Regions from separate parts of the Pan troglodytes genome. Here all the other regions are linked to region 1. Evidence: chromatin contacts called from public HiChIP or PLAC-seq data. All regions are on one chromosome and are shown on one strand. Each heading gives the region's core, a stretch centred on a gene start, on an enhancer-like site or on the middle of the called end of the contact. The rest is flanking DNA. Distances are from core to core; before and after follow the strand shown.

Region 1 (2,680 bases), core at 104-2,603:
AGGTGAGCGGCCGCCAGTGGAGGGGAGGCCAGGTCGGCCTGCACGCCCCAGGGCACCTGGCTGGGTGCTGGGGCTTCCGAGAAGAAAACTGTTCAGGCGCAGTGACCCTTTTGGAGACAGTTACCGGATTTAAGTAAAATGTCCGCTTCAGGAAAAGTCATTCAGGGCGGAGAAGTTTACCCAAGTAGGGAGAAAGGGAGCCGAGGAACCAGCGCCTCCCGCCTCGGGAGAAGTTGCCCCAGTTGGGGGAAGTGATACGGAGGAGGGGAGCGCGGTGCCCGCCCTGGCGCCGCCCTGGCCGGGGGCTGTCAACCCTCGGTCGGGGCCCGGGCGGCGGCCGCGCGGGGAGCGGAGGCAGCGGCTGCCGTGGCGGGCAGAGCGCGAAGGCCGGGCCCGGCGCGGGGAGGGCGTTATATCGGGGCAGGAGGCTGAGGCAGGAAGCAGGTGGGGGGGAGGGGGGAGCCACGCAGCTCCCAGGGGAGGGAGGGGGCAGCGCCCCGGGCGGGCACGGCGCACAGCCGGCTGCGGCCCTGACCCGGGCCTGCGCCCCACCCGCGTCCCGGCCTCGGCCTGGGCCCTACACGCGCGGGCCCGGCGCCTCCCTCCGCGGCTCCCCCGGCCCCTTCTCCCCCGGAACTCCGCCGCCCCAAACTTGGGGAAAAGTTTTCCAACTGCAGACAGGGCGGGAGGAGTGCGCCGGCCCCAGGCCCTCGGCTCGCAGCTCTTCCTCGCGGCCCCCAAATCTGGCGGCAGAGCCCGGAGCCGAGCCCTGAGCTCCCCTGCCCGCTGCTCGCCCGCCCGACCCCGTTCCCTTCCTGGCCCGCGGGGCCCCGCGGCCCGTTACCTGCGGTCCCGGCGGGCCGGGCTCCCCTCCCCGCGGCGGTGGCAGCTCTTAGCCGATGCCCCACCCGCCGCTGCCAGGCCCCGAGCTGTGCCAGGGCAGCGCCCCTGCCAGCCCCGCCCGCCAGCTCCCCTTCCCTTCCCCTCGCCTCTCCAGCCCATGTGCGGGCAGAGCCGGACCCGAGCCGCTGACCCCGCCGTGAACCCGGCGCGGAGCCGCGGCCCGGTGGTCCTGAGTCCGAAAGGGACGACACCCGGAGCCCTGAACGCCAGCCGCCAGCCGCGATGGGGCACCCGCGCCAGAAGATGCGCCCGAGGCGGCCGACGCACGAGGACCGGGCTGTCCCGGGTCCCCCATCCCTCCCGGTCCCCGGCTCGAGGACCCACCTGGGGGGCATGTCGAAAGCCCCGGGCCCGGCTGACGGCGGATCCAGGGGGGACGTGGCTGCGCTGCCCTCCGCCCGCCGGGCCCCCGGTCGGTCTGTCCTGCTGGTCCGTCCTCCCCGCGTCCTGGTCGCGTCTCAGCCCCGCCGCGCTTTCCGCACACTCTTATCTGGAGCGGCCCGGGCCGGCGGGCGCTGCTGCGGCTATGGCGCCACCTCGCGGGCGCGCAGGGCTCTGCGCGGCAGGCCGCTGCCTTCCTCCCGCGCACCTGAGCTGGAGGCGCACAGATGCTGAGCCCGCGGGGAGGGGCCCACCCTACCCGCAGGTTCGCCCTCCCACCTGTACCCACCTGGGACCCCGACCCCAGACACGCGAGTCCCAGAAACCCTGGGGCTTTGAGCTGAGCGCTCCCATGTACGTATTTCTAGGCACACAGCCCCAATTCGGAAAAGTCCTGCCCGCAAGCGCCGGACTCGGGTGGTGGGGGTGGAGGAGAGGTTATCCTGCGCAGTAGCCGAGCTCTCCTGGAACTCCCCGTAGACATTACTGTACGGCACTGTCCACTTGGACGCACTCCCCAACACACCCACCCTCAGGCGCATGGATTCGGTGTGCGCGGCATAAACTGATTTGTCCCCAGCCCTATCCAGGCACTGATACTAACAGGCGCTCATGTTTCCAGAAGCACACCCGCCCCTTCCCGCAGCCCTAGCGCTCTGGGATACTCCAGGGGCAGCCACGTAGGGCCCTCCGGGAACCTGGGCAGAGGTGTTACCCACACAGCCCGCCCTGAACTTTCGGGTCTCCTAAAGGAACCCACGACGAGTCATCAGGGCGACTGGAAGTGGCTGGACAGCGCCTCCGGGGGGTCCAAAGAAGTAACCATGGGGCCCTAGAATCCCCCTGTACGCCGTTTTGAAGAATCCCGCGTGGACTTTTTCTCCAACCCACCCGCCCGAAGGAAACAACAGGGGCGCCTGCGCCTGGGACCCCGCAAGGTCCCGCGCCCCACGTGAAGGTCAGGTTTGTGTGGGTGACGTCTCTTCTGGGAGAAAGGGGACCCCGCACTGTCGCGCCGCTGCTCGCAGTACTACTCCGGAAGTGGCCCCGTGCAGCCCCGCCGCGCACCAAGCCTCCTGCGAACGCCGGATCTCCGCGGCCCACGCTCCGCCTCCGCCCCGCACCTCCTGACCCCCGCCCACACACGGCGTGGAGCGGGGAGGGGGGGGGGTCCCCGAGAACTCCGCCGCTTCCGATTGGCTGCGCCTCCCTCCGCCGCGGAGCGCGAGGGGCTGGGGCGCTGCGTTACCATGGCAACCGATGAGGTGCGCCCAGATCCTGTCCCTCCGAGGCCTTGGAGAGCTTAGCAACCGCGCTCGCCGCCCCCCGCGCTGTCCTCTGGCCCCCATGGCCCCGCCAGAGGTACCGGCTGAGTCACCGGGCGAGGGGCAGCGGG
Region 2 (2,680 bases), core at 50-2,549, 380 kb after region 1:
TTTCCTTCCTCTCCATTTACCTTTATGAAATCCTCACATCCATCCATCTCCATCAAATCTTTAACAATTCTCCTCTGTCTTTTTTGACTGTAGGGACCTTCAGAACACCCAGCCCTTGCTGAAACTCCCCATTGCATTAAAAAATAGATTTCAGGCCGGGCATGGGGGCTCATGCCTGTAATCCCAGCATTCTGGGAGGGCCGAGGCAGGAGGATTTCGTAAGGTCAGGAGTTTGAGACCAGCCTGGCCAACATAGTGAAACCCTGTTTCTACTAAAAATACAAAACTTAGCCGGCAGTAGTGGCGCGTGCCTGTAATCCAGCTACTCTGGAGACTGAAGCAGGAGAATTGCTTGATCCTGGGAGGTGGAGGTTGTGGTGAATTGAGATCGCGCCATTGCACTCCGGTCTGGGCAACAGAGTGAGACCCTGTCTCAAAAAAACAAAAGGAATATTTAAAAAATTTTTACCGTTCTGAAAGCACATTGACATCCTTTGAATTTTTTTCTAATTATTTCACTTTGATTTGTAAATTCTCAACTAGATTCAGGGGCTGTATGGGTTACAATTCCTCTGCACCCTCCACGGAATTTCAGACTTTTTTTTTTCCCCCGAGACAGAGTCTCGCTCTGTCACCCAGGCTGGAGTGCAGTGGCGCGATCTTGGCTCACTGCAACCTCCCCCTCCCGGGTTCAAGCGATTCTCCTGCCTCAGCTTCCCGAGTAGCTGGGACTACAGGCGCCCGCCACCACGCCCGGCTAATTTTTGTATTTTTAGTAGAGACGGGGTTTCACCATGTTGGCCAGGCTGGCCTCGAACTTCTGGCTTTAAGTGATCCGCCTGCCTCGGCCTCCCAAAGTGCTGCGATTCCAGGCGTGAGCCACCGCGCCCGGCCAAGGTCTTAATTCTTGCCTGCCTTTCTGCTCCCCTGTGAACTCTACTGGTTGTCTTTTTTCCTGCTTTATCCCTCGTCCTTGGTAGACAGTGATGGTTAAATGAATGAATGCATGAACAAATGACTGTCCAGGAGCTAGTACTGCATTGCATGTACACATTGATGACAACAGACATCGTACAATGCGCAATCTTGGCAAATTTATTCAAACCCTTTAGACTTCGGTCTCTCACAGTGCGACGCCGGGAGCCCATCACGCTGAGGTCTGTCAGAGGCCCCAGAAACAGCCTCGGAAATGGAGGAGGCGGGGCTTCACCCCGACCACACCCCCTTGCGTTCAAAGCCTTTCCGCCTATGGGCCCGCCTCCTCGGCGCAGTGTGCAACTCTAATTGGTCGTCTCACTAATCCATCTGAGCACCTCGGCGCCGACTGGATCAACTGCTGAACTCGGGTTGCGCACTTCCCGGCGCTGGGAACGAGGAGCGGACGCAGACTGGCCGCCATTGCGCTGCGGGGAAAGCGGCCTCTTGTGTGAGGGCCTGTGAGGTGCGTGGCAGGCGTTTAAGGCCGGGCTGCGGGAGGCGTGGTCGGGTCGGGGCGAGTGACCGAAGGGGTTAGGCCGGGCGGGGCTGGATGCACTGTGTGGCGGGACTGCAGGCCGGGGTCCCCGGACGCCTTTCTGCTGCGCTTCTTGTGGGCCCGGGCCTGTGGTTAGTGAATTTTTTTATCCCGCCGCTCCCCAGATTCTCCGGATATGGCCGGAGTATTTCCTTATCGAGGGCCGGGTAACCCGGTGCCTGGCCCTCTAGCCCCGCTACCGGACTACATGTCGGAGGAGAAGCTGCAGGAGAAAGGTGAGGCGGGAGTGTGGAGCGGCGCGCGGGCCGGAGGCGGGGCGGGTGTGCGCGCGCGCAGGCGGGTGGGGACCCTCCCCGTTTGGGCAGCTCCTGAGGTGTCAGCTCCCTTGTTATTTCCAGTTAATTTTTCATCAAGTCATTTTAAGCGCGTATTATTTGCAAGCGCTGATCCAGCGGGGGTACAGTAGTGACGGAGACAAAATTCCTGTCCTTACGGGGTTTAAATTACAGCGGGAGAGATAGACAATAACAAAACCTCGAGGCTCTGTAATAAAAATGTCAGGCCGGGCGCGGTGGCTCACGCTTGTAATCCCAGCACTTTGGGAGGCCCAGGCGGGCGGATCACCTGAGGTCAGGAGTTCCAGACCAGCCTGGCCAACACAGTGAAACCTCGTCTCTACGAAAAATACAAAAATGAGTCGTGTGTGGTGGCGCGTCTCTATAATCCCAGCTACTGGGGAGGCTGAGGCAGGAGAATGGCTTGAACCCAGGAGGCGGAGGTTGCAGTGAGCCGACATCGCACCATTGCACTCCAGCCTGGGAGACAGAGCGAAACAACTCTCAAAAAAATAAAAAAAAAGTCAGATAGTGATCAATGTGATGAAAGGAAAAATAGAGTAAAATGGTAAGGGAATTGGCAAGGGGTGCTTCTTCCTGCTGGTGCCTGCTCCTCCCTCACACTCACTGACAGGAGCTTACCCTAGGGCAAGAGGTGAAGAGGATTAGGCGAGGGTGTGCAGGCCTTTAAACTGAGGTTCCTTTCCAGCTCGAAAATGGCAGCAATTGCAGGCCAAGCGCTATGCAGAAAAGCGGAAGTTTGGGTTTGTGGATGCCCAGAAGGAAGACATGCCCCCAGAACATGTCAGGAAGATCATTCGAGACCATGGAGACATGACCAACAGGAAGTTCCGCCATGACAAAAGGGTTT
Region 3 (2,680 bases), core at 103-2,602, 350 kb after region 1:
GGTGTATACTTGTATACGTAGAGCAGATAAAAAAGACGGAAGGCATACTAAAAAATGTTGAGTGGTTATCTTTGTATGGTGGAACAAAGTCACTGTAATTTTCATCTTTGGTTTTTCTGTAATTTCCAAATTTTCTACATTTTGTATTTCATATAATAAATATAATTTAAGAGATCAGTGTTATTATTTAAACCTTTGGAGAGGTGGGAGTAGAAGAATGAAGGGAAGACCTCAGCTTTTTTGGTGAGAAGGTTTGGTTGGGGCACCTCTTGGTTTATGAACTTAATTCTTTGAAGTAGCTGGAATCCTCCCTCTCAGCCTGCAGGAAACAGCTCTGACTTGCTGACTGTCTGCCAGCTGAAGAGGTGGAGTGGAGTAAGGTGGAAGGAAAGCAGTGCAACCTGGGGCTCTTCAGGTGGTGAGGGGCTGGGGGAGGCTCTTCCTCTTAAGGCTGGAGGGTTCCGGAATCCTAACCCCCCTGCTACTGAGAGCAGGACAGGTCTGTTTTTCTCTTCTGACTCTGTCCCAGCCTTGAAGGGACCCTGTGTTACCTTTCCTTGCCCTCGGATTGAAGATATTCTACCCACCCAACGGGTACCAAGCCCTTGGGGAAGGAAGTGCTTTTCAAGACTGGGGGCCAGCGATTCCCTTTTGCGTCCTCTTCCTAATGAGGCTCCTCCGTAGGGCCGAAAACAATGCTGGGGGTCGGGCCGGGGCCCAGTGGGTCGCTTCTCCAACATGGGGGCTCCTGGGGGTTGTGGGGGAGGGGGAGCAGAACTGCTGGAATTACAGGTTTGCCGGGATATGGTAAAGGCGTGGAAACCTCAGGAGGCAGAAGGGGTGACTCCAAGAAAGTGGGGCACCCCGTCCCCACCACGGACGCGGGGAGGGAAGTGGGGGCGGCGGCCAGGCTCGGGCAGGTACGAGTGGGCTGCGCTAGCCTCTGCCTTGCAGGGTGTGGCGGTGGGTGGTGATGACGCTCAGCAGGTGAAAGTCGCGGGAGCCGGGAAGAGGAGGTCAAGGTTCGTGGGTGGGGCCCGGGAGTGTCAGGTGAGGTTAGACTGGAGACCCAGGTCTGCAACTCCAGCGCTTCAGGACGCTTGGAGCTGGGGAGGACCCCTATTGGCGAACATCCCGGAGGCCCCCCGAGCTCCAGGGCATGGTCTACTGCCCGGAGCCCCCGAACCGCTCCCCCGGCTGGAGCAAGACGCAATCGGTGGCCAAGGCTCCGGGGGCGGCGGCCCCGCGGCTGCTCCAATCACCGCACAGGCGAGGGACTGGGCGTGGACGAACGGGGAAAAGTTCCTGCTGATCCCGAAGGCGCGGCGGGGAGGGGAGCCGGGGCCCCAGCCCTGCCGGGAAGCGGGTTCCCAGTCCCGGCCGAGAGCGCGGGCGCCGAGGGGACCGACCCGGACCCCCCGCACCCCCCCAACCGCCAGGCCATGGCTCCCACGGGGCTCCTGGTGGCCGGCGCCTCCTTCCTCGCGTTCCGGGGGCTGCACTGGGGGCTGCGGCGGCTCGGGACCGCTGACAGTGGTGGAACCTCTGCGTCTCCCTGGCGCACAGCCTGCTCTCGGGGACCGGGGCGCTGCTCGGGTGCGGGCTTGGGGGCTCGAGGCGCACGGGGCGAGGGCGAGGGGTGGGAGGCTGAGGCCGGGAGACCCGCCGGGCGTCTCCAGAGCTGAGACTGGGGTGGGGGTGCGCACAGGGAGACTGCGGCCGGGGCCTCGAGAGGCTGACCATGCCCCCCCCCCATGTCCCCACCCCATGCCCCCAGCCTGTCACTGTACCCTCAGATGGCCGCCGACCCCATCCATGGCCACCCGCGCTGGGCTCTGGTGCTGGTGGCTGTGTCTGTGGGTGAGTCTGCAGGGAAGGCTGGGCCGGTGGTGGGGATGGGGCGGGGGGCAGCTTCTGCTGTCCTTCGAGGTCCATTCCCCGCCCCCATGGGGGTTAAACGTTCCTGAAGGCTTTACCGAGGGAAAACGAAGAACTGGGAGAGGGGCGGGGCGGGGGGGCTGGAAATCCTCTCTAAGCTGCCCGGGCTCTGGAGCAGCCTAACCCCTACCCCCATGCCCACAGGTTACTTCCTGGCAGACGGAGCTGACCTGCTGTGGAACCAGACCTTGGGCAAGACCTGGGATCTTCTCTGTCATCATTTGGTGGTGAGACTCTGAGGGGAGAAGCCAGACAGGAAGGGAGGAGGGGAGCCCTGTTCAGCCCGAGGTTCCCAGTCTCTCCTCATTCTTTTTTTTTTTTTTTTTTTTGAGACGGAGTCTCACTCTGTCACCCAGGCTGGAGTCCAGTGGTTCGGCCTCTGTTCACTGCAACCTTCGCCTCCTGGGTTCAAGCAATTCTCCTGCCTCAGCCTCCCACGTAGCTGGGATTACAGGCACCTGCCACCATGCCCAAGTAATTTTTTGTATTTTTAGTAAAAACGGGGTTTCTCCATGTTGGCCAGGCTGGTCTCGAACTTCTGACCTCAGGTGATCCGCTCACTTCAGCCTTCCAAAGTGCTGGGATTACAAGCATGAGCCACCGCCCCTGGCCCTCTCTTCATTTTTCTGTCCTATAATTTCCCACAGTTTCTGCCCCCAGCTGGTGCTTGGCTCCCAGTCTTAGGCTGAGTTAGGGGGAGGAGGCGGCTGCTGGCCACAGCTGGGGAGTCCAGATACCCACC
Region 4 (2,680 bases), core at 106-2,605, 280 kb before region 1:
CCTGGCTTATTTTGGTATTTTTAGTAGAGACGGGGTTTCACTATATTGGCCAGGCTGGTCTCGAACTCCTGAGCTCAGGTGATCCACCCGCCTAGGCCTCCGAACGTGCTGGGATTACAGGCGTGAGGTAACTTTTATATATATATATATATATGGGAGACGGCATAGAGAGGAAGAAATCTAGACTCATAGAAGTTAAGTAACTCACTCAAGGTCACACAGAACTAGGTCCAGACTATTCCAAAATGTATGCTTTCCAAACACCAGGCCTCGAAGTCTCCAAAATCAGCACATTTATTTACCAAACAGTCACGGAGTGCCTACAGTATGCCAGGCACTGGATACAAGGCAGTGGACGAAACAGAGGGTCTCCTGCCCTGGTGGAGTTTACTTACCAGGCAGACAACAGCCACAGAGGCAGGCAGGGGAAGGAGGCCCAATGTATTCTAAGCTGCGCTGTGGGTTGGAGCTCTCCAGCTCTCATATGGGAGTGAGTCATTCACATGGTCACTGCCCCCCACCCGAAATGGAAATGGGCTTTTGGGCAGGGTCAAGGTAAACGGAGTTAGTAGAGGGAAGGACTGCTTCTCTTTCTGAAGTAGGGGGGCTTCCCTCAAAAGGGAAAAACTTCCGAGTGTTAAAAACCATTCCAAACAAGCCCCTGGTCCCTGGCTAAGGAGGTGGGCGTGGAGGGAGAAACTGAGGTGTGCGGCGCACTCCTCCGGCAGCGAGCACTCCGTAGCTGGAGGCACAGCGGACGTCGGACAAGGGGGAGCTCAGCCCGCACGACACCCACTTAGGACGTGGGGAAGCTCGGCCCGCACGACACCCACCTGCGCCGCGGGAGCTCGCGCGGGGCCCCGCCCCCTCCCCTGGCGGCGCGGGCACTGAATGGGCAGCTCCGGATCCAGCCATCCCCGCCATTGCCGCCACCCCTCCCCCGGCCTCGGGCTCCCAGCGCCGCTGCCGTCACTGGGCGGGGAGCTGCGGGGCTGCGAAGCAAACAAGCCGGGAGCGCCGGCCGGGTCCCCCGGGCAGAGGGGCGCTGCCCTCCCCCATCCGAGAAAGGGGAAGGAGGCGCAGCCCGTCCAGGACCCGCCCCGCCCGGCCCAGGTTCGGCCCGCGTGCCCGCGCCGGGGGGTGGGCGCGGACCTTTCTGCCCCCTGGGCCGCGCGGGCCAGGGCGCGAGCCCCCCGGGGTTCTTGACTCGACTTTACCTCCTTCTTCACGTTCCACAGCAGTTTCTCTTTGACTGCGTCCTCTGCGCTGCCCATGGTGTGGCAGGAGGCGGCGCCGAGCGGTCCTCAGAGCCCCCGCGCCCTCGCCGCCTCCGCGCCTCTCGGCTCAGCGCCCCACGCGCAAGGCGGAGCCCCCGCCCGCCGCGCTCCCGGCCCGCCGCCGCCGCCGCCGCCGCAGCCACTGCCCGGTGCTCGGCTCCGCAGCCATCTTCCGAGCCCCGCACAGACGTCAGGCGGCAGGCCCGGCCCCTTCCCACAGCCGGAGGGGGGTTGCGCACAGCGACGGGGGATCGGGGCGGGGAGAGGCCGTGCGCGCCTAGGGGCGGCAGACCCGGGCGCGCGCCACGGGGGTCGCTGTCATGGCAACGCACCCGCTCCCGCATGGAGGGCGCCAAGCCGCATTGTGAGCGCTGGCCCTGGAGCCCGCGGCCCCGCGGCTAAGAGCGAGCCTCGGTCCCGCTGAAGCTCCCCTGACTTCTGCCTGCTCCCTCTCCCGACGGGACGGAAGGGGCCGGGGCTCGGGCATGGGGTCCCCTGCGGTCCGAGCCTGCCCACGGCGAAGCCGGTGCAGCCTGGCCCCGTGACCCCTCTGAATCCCCGTCCGGCCGTCGCCGTGCAGTTGTCAAGTTTCTGGGAAGATTAGTGGGAGCGCAGCCGCCCGAGCCCGACGGCCGGAGGGTCGCGGCCAGTCCCCCTTGCCGGGTCGCCACGTCCCACAAGGTCCTTCCCGGCCGCTCCGTGGGAGGCGGGGCGCAGGTTGGAGTAACAGGGACGGGCTTGAGCTGGTACGGAACCGGGCAAGGTGAGAGAAGTGTCTTCCACGCGATTCCCAAGCCTCGCTAGGGAATCGAGGGAGAAGAAAGGTTGCTCAGAGTGATAAAGAACATGCCGTTGCAAACGGAAGAGCAAAGTGCCCGAATCTAGGTGACAGGAAGGGCTTAGGCCTTTTCGGCACGAATGGAGCCTTCCAGTCAACATGCTTCTATGTGATGCAGCTTTATAGCGCAAAAAAATGACAATGCAAGGGGTACAAACAGCCCTGCTGGACCAACAGCCCGAGGCTCGACAGTCTACATCCGGCGCCTTCAAGCCCCCAACCACACACTGCGAAGTGGGAAAAGTTCCCAGCGCGGATTGGCGAACCCGGTAACACGGCGCTCTCACGAGCTGCTGGAAAACGCCTTCGCGAGAGGGCGCAGGGAGTCCCGCCCCCTGGAGGGCCCGCCCCCTTGGAGGGGACCGGAAGCGCTTGTCCTGGCCCGGAAGCAGTGCTGACTCCGTACACGCGCGCTGCGGCATGGCGGCCCACCGCCCCGGCCCGCTCAAGCAGCAGAATAAAGCTCATAAAGGCGGACGGCATCGGGGTCGGGGATCTGCACAGCGGGACGGCAAGGGTAAGGAGATAACGTAGAAGGAATAAGGGCTATTTGGCCGTTATTAAC

What was found. HiChIP or PLAC-seq counts read pairs in DNA pulled down with a chosen protein or histone mark.
Region 2: a contact with region 1 is called in an H3K4me3 HiChIP or PLAC-seq map of stem cell-derived excitatory neurons, with 6 times the contacts expected there. The contact joins the promoter of PRPF8 here to the promoter of HIC1 in region 1. A contact is called at or near these places in 1 of 7 Hi-C or Micro-C datasets (stem cell-derived neural progenitor cells) and 1 of 1 datasets of contacts at active chromatin or transcription factors (stem cell-derived excitatory neurons).
Region 3: an H3K4me3 HiChIP or PLAC-seq map of stem cell-derived excitatory neurons shows a contact between it and region 1, with 6 times the contacts expected there. The contact joins the promoter of TLCD2 here to the promoter of HIC1 in region 1. A contact is called at or near these places in 1 of 7 Hi-C or Micro-C datasets (stem cell-derived neural progenitor cells) and 1 of 1 datasets of contacts at active chromatin or transcription factors (stem cell-derived excitatory neurons).
Region 4: a contact with region 1 is called in an H3K4me3 HiChIP or PLAC-seq map of stem cell-derived excitatory neurons, with 5 times the contacts expected there. The contact joins the promoter of SGSM2 here to the promoter of HIC1 in region 1. A contact is called at or near these places in 1 of 7 Hi-C or Micro-C datasets (blood) and 1 of 1 datasets of contacts at active chromatin or transcription factors (stem cell-derived excitatory neurons).

What each region holds. Positions count from the first base shown.
Region 1 is chr19:12,546,819-12,549,498 of NHGRI_mPanTro3-v2.0_pri, reverse strand. HIC1 (HIC ZBTB transcriptional repressor 1) reads right to left here and starts at 1,353. Exons shown (of 2, transcript XM_016931176.3): 1 at 1,228-1,353.
Region 2 is chr19:12,166,862-12,169,541 of NHGRI_mPanTro3-v2.0_pri, reverse strand. PRPF8 (pre-mRNA processing factor 8) reads left to right here and starts at 1,299. Exons shown (of 43, transcript XM_016931138.4): 1 at 1,299-1,441; 2 at 1,639-1,749; 3 at 2,519-2,680. The coding sequence starts at 1,650.
Region 3 is chr19:12,192,326-12,195,005 of NHGRI_mPanTro3-v2.0_pri, reverse strand. TLCD2 (TLC domain containing 2) reads left to right here and starts at 1,352. Exons shown (of 3, transcript XM_054669934.2): 1 at 1,352-1,596; 2 at 2,083-2,165. The coding sequence starts at 1,443. LOC129137515 (a long non-coding RNA gene) reads left to right here. Exons shown (of 5, transcript XR_010152744.1): 5 at 1-172.
Region 4 is chr19:12,830,349-12,833,028 of NHGRI_mPanTro3-v2.0_pri, reverse strand. It overlaps SGSM2 (small G protein signaling modulator 2), which reads right to left and starts at 1,355. Exons shown (of 24, transcript XM_511260.8): 1 at 1,218-1,355. The coding sequence starts at 1,274. TSR1 (TSR1 ribosome maturation factor) reads left to right here and starts at 1,447. Exons shown (of 15, transcript XM_003315291.6): 1 at 1,447-2,632. The coding sequence starts at 2,536.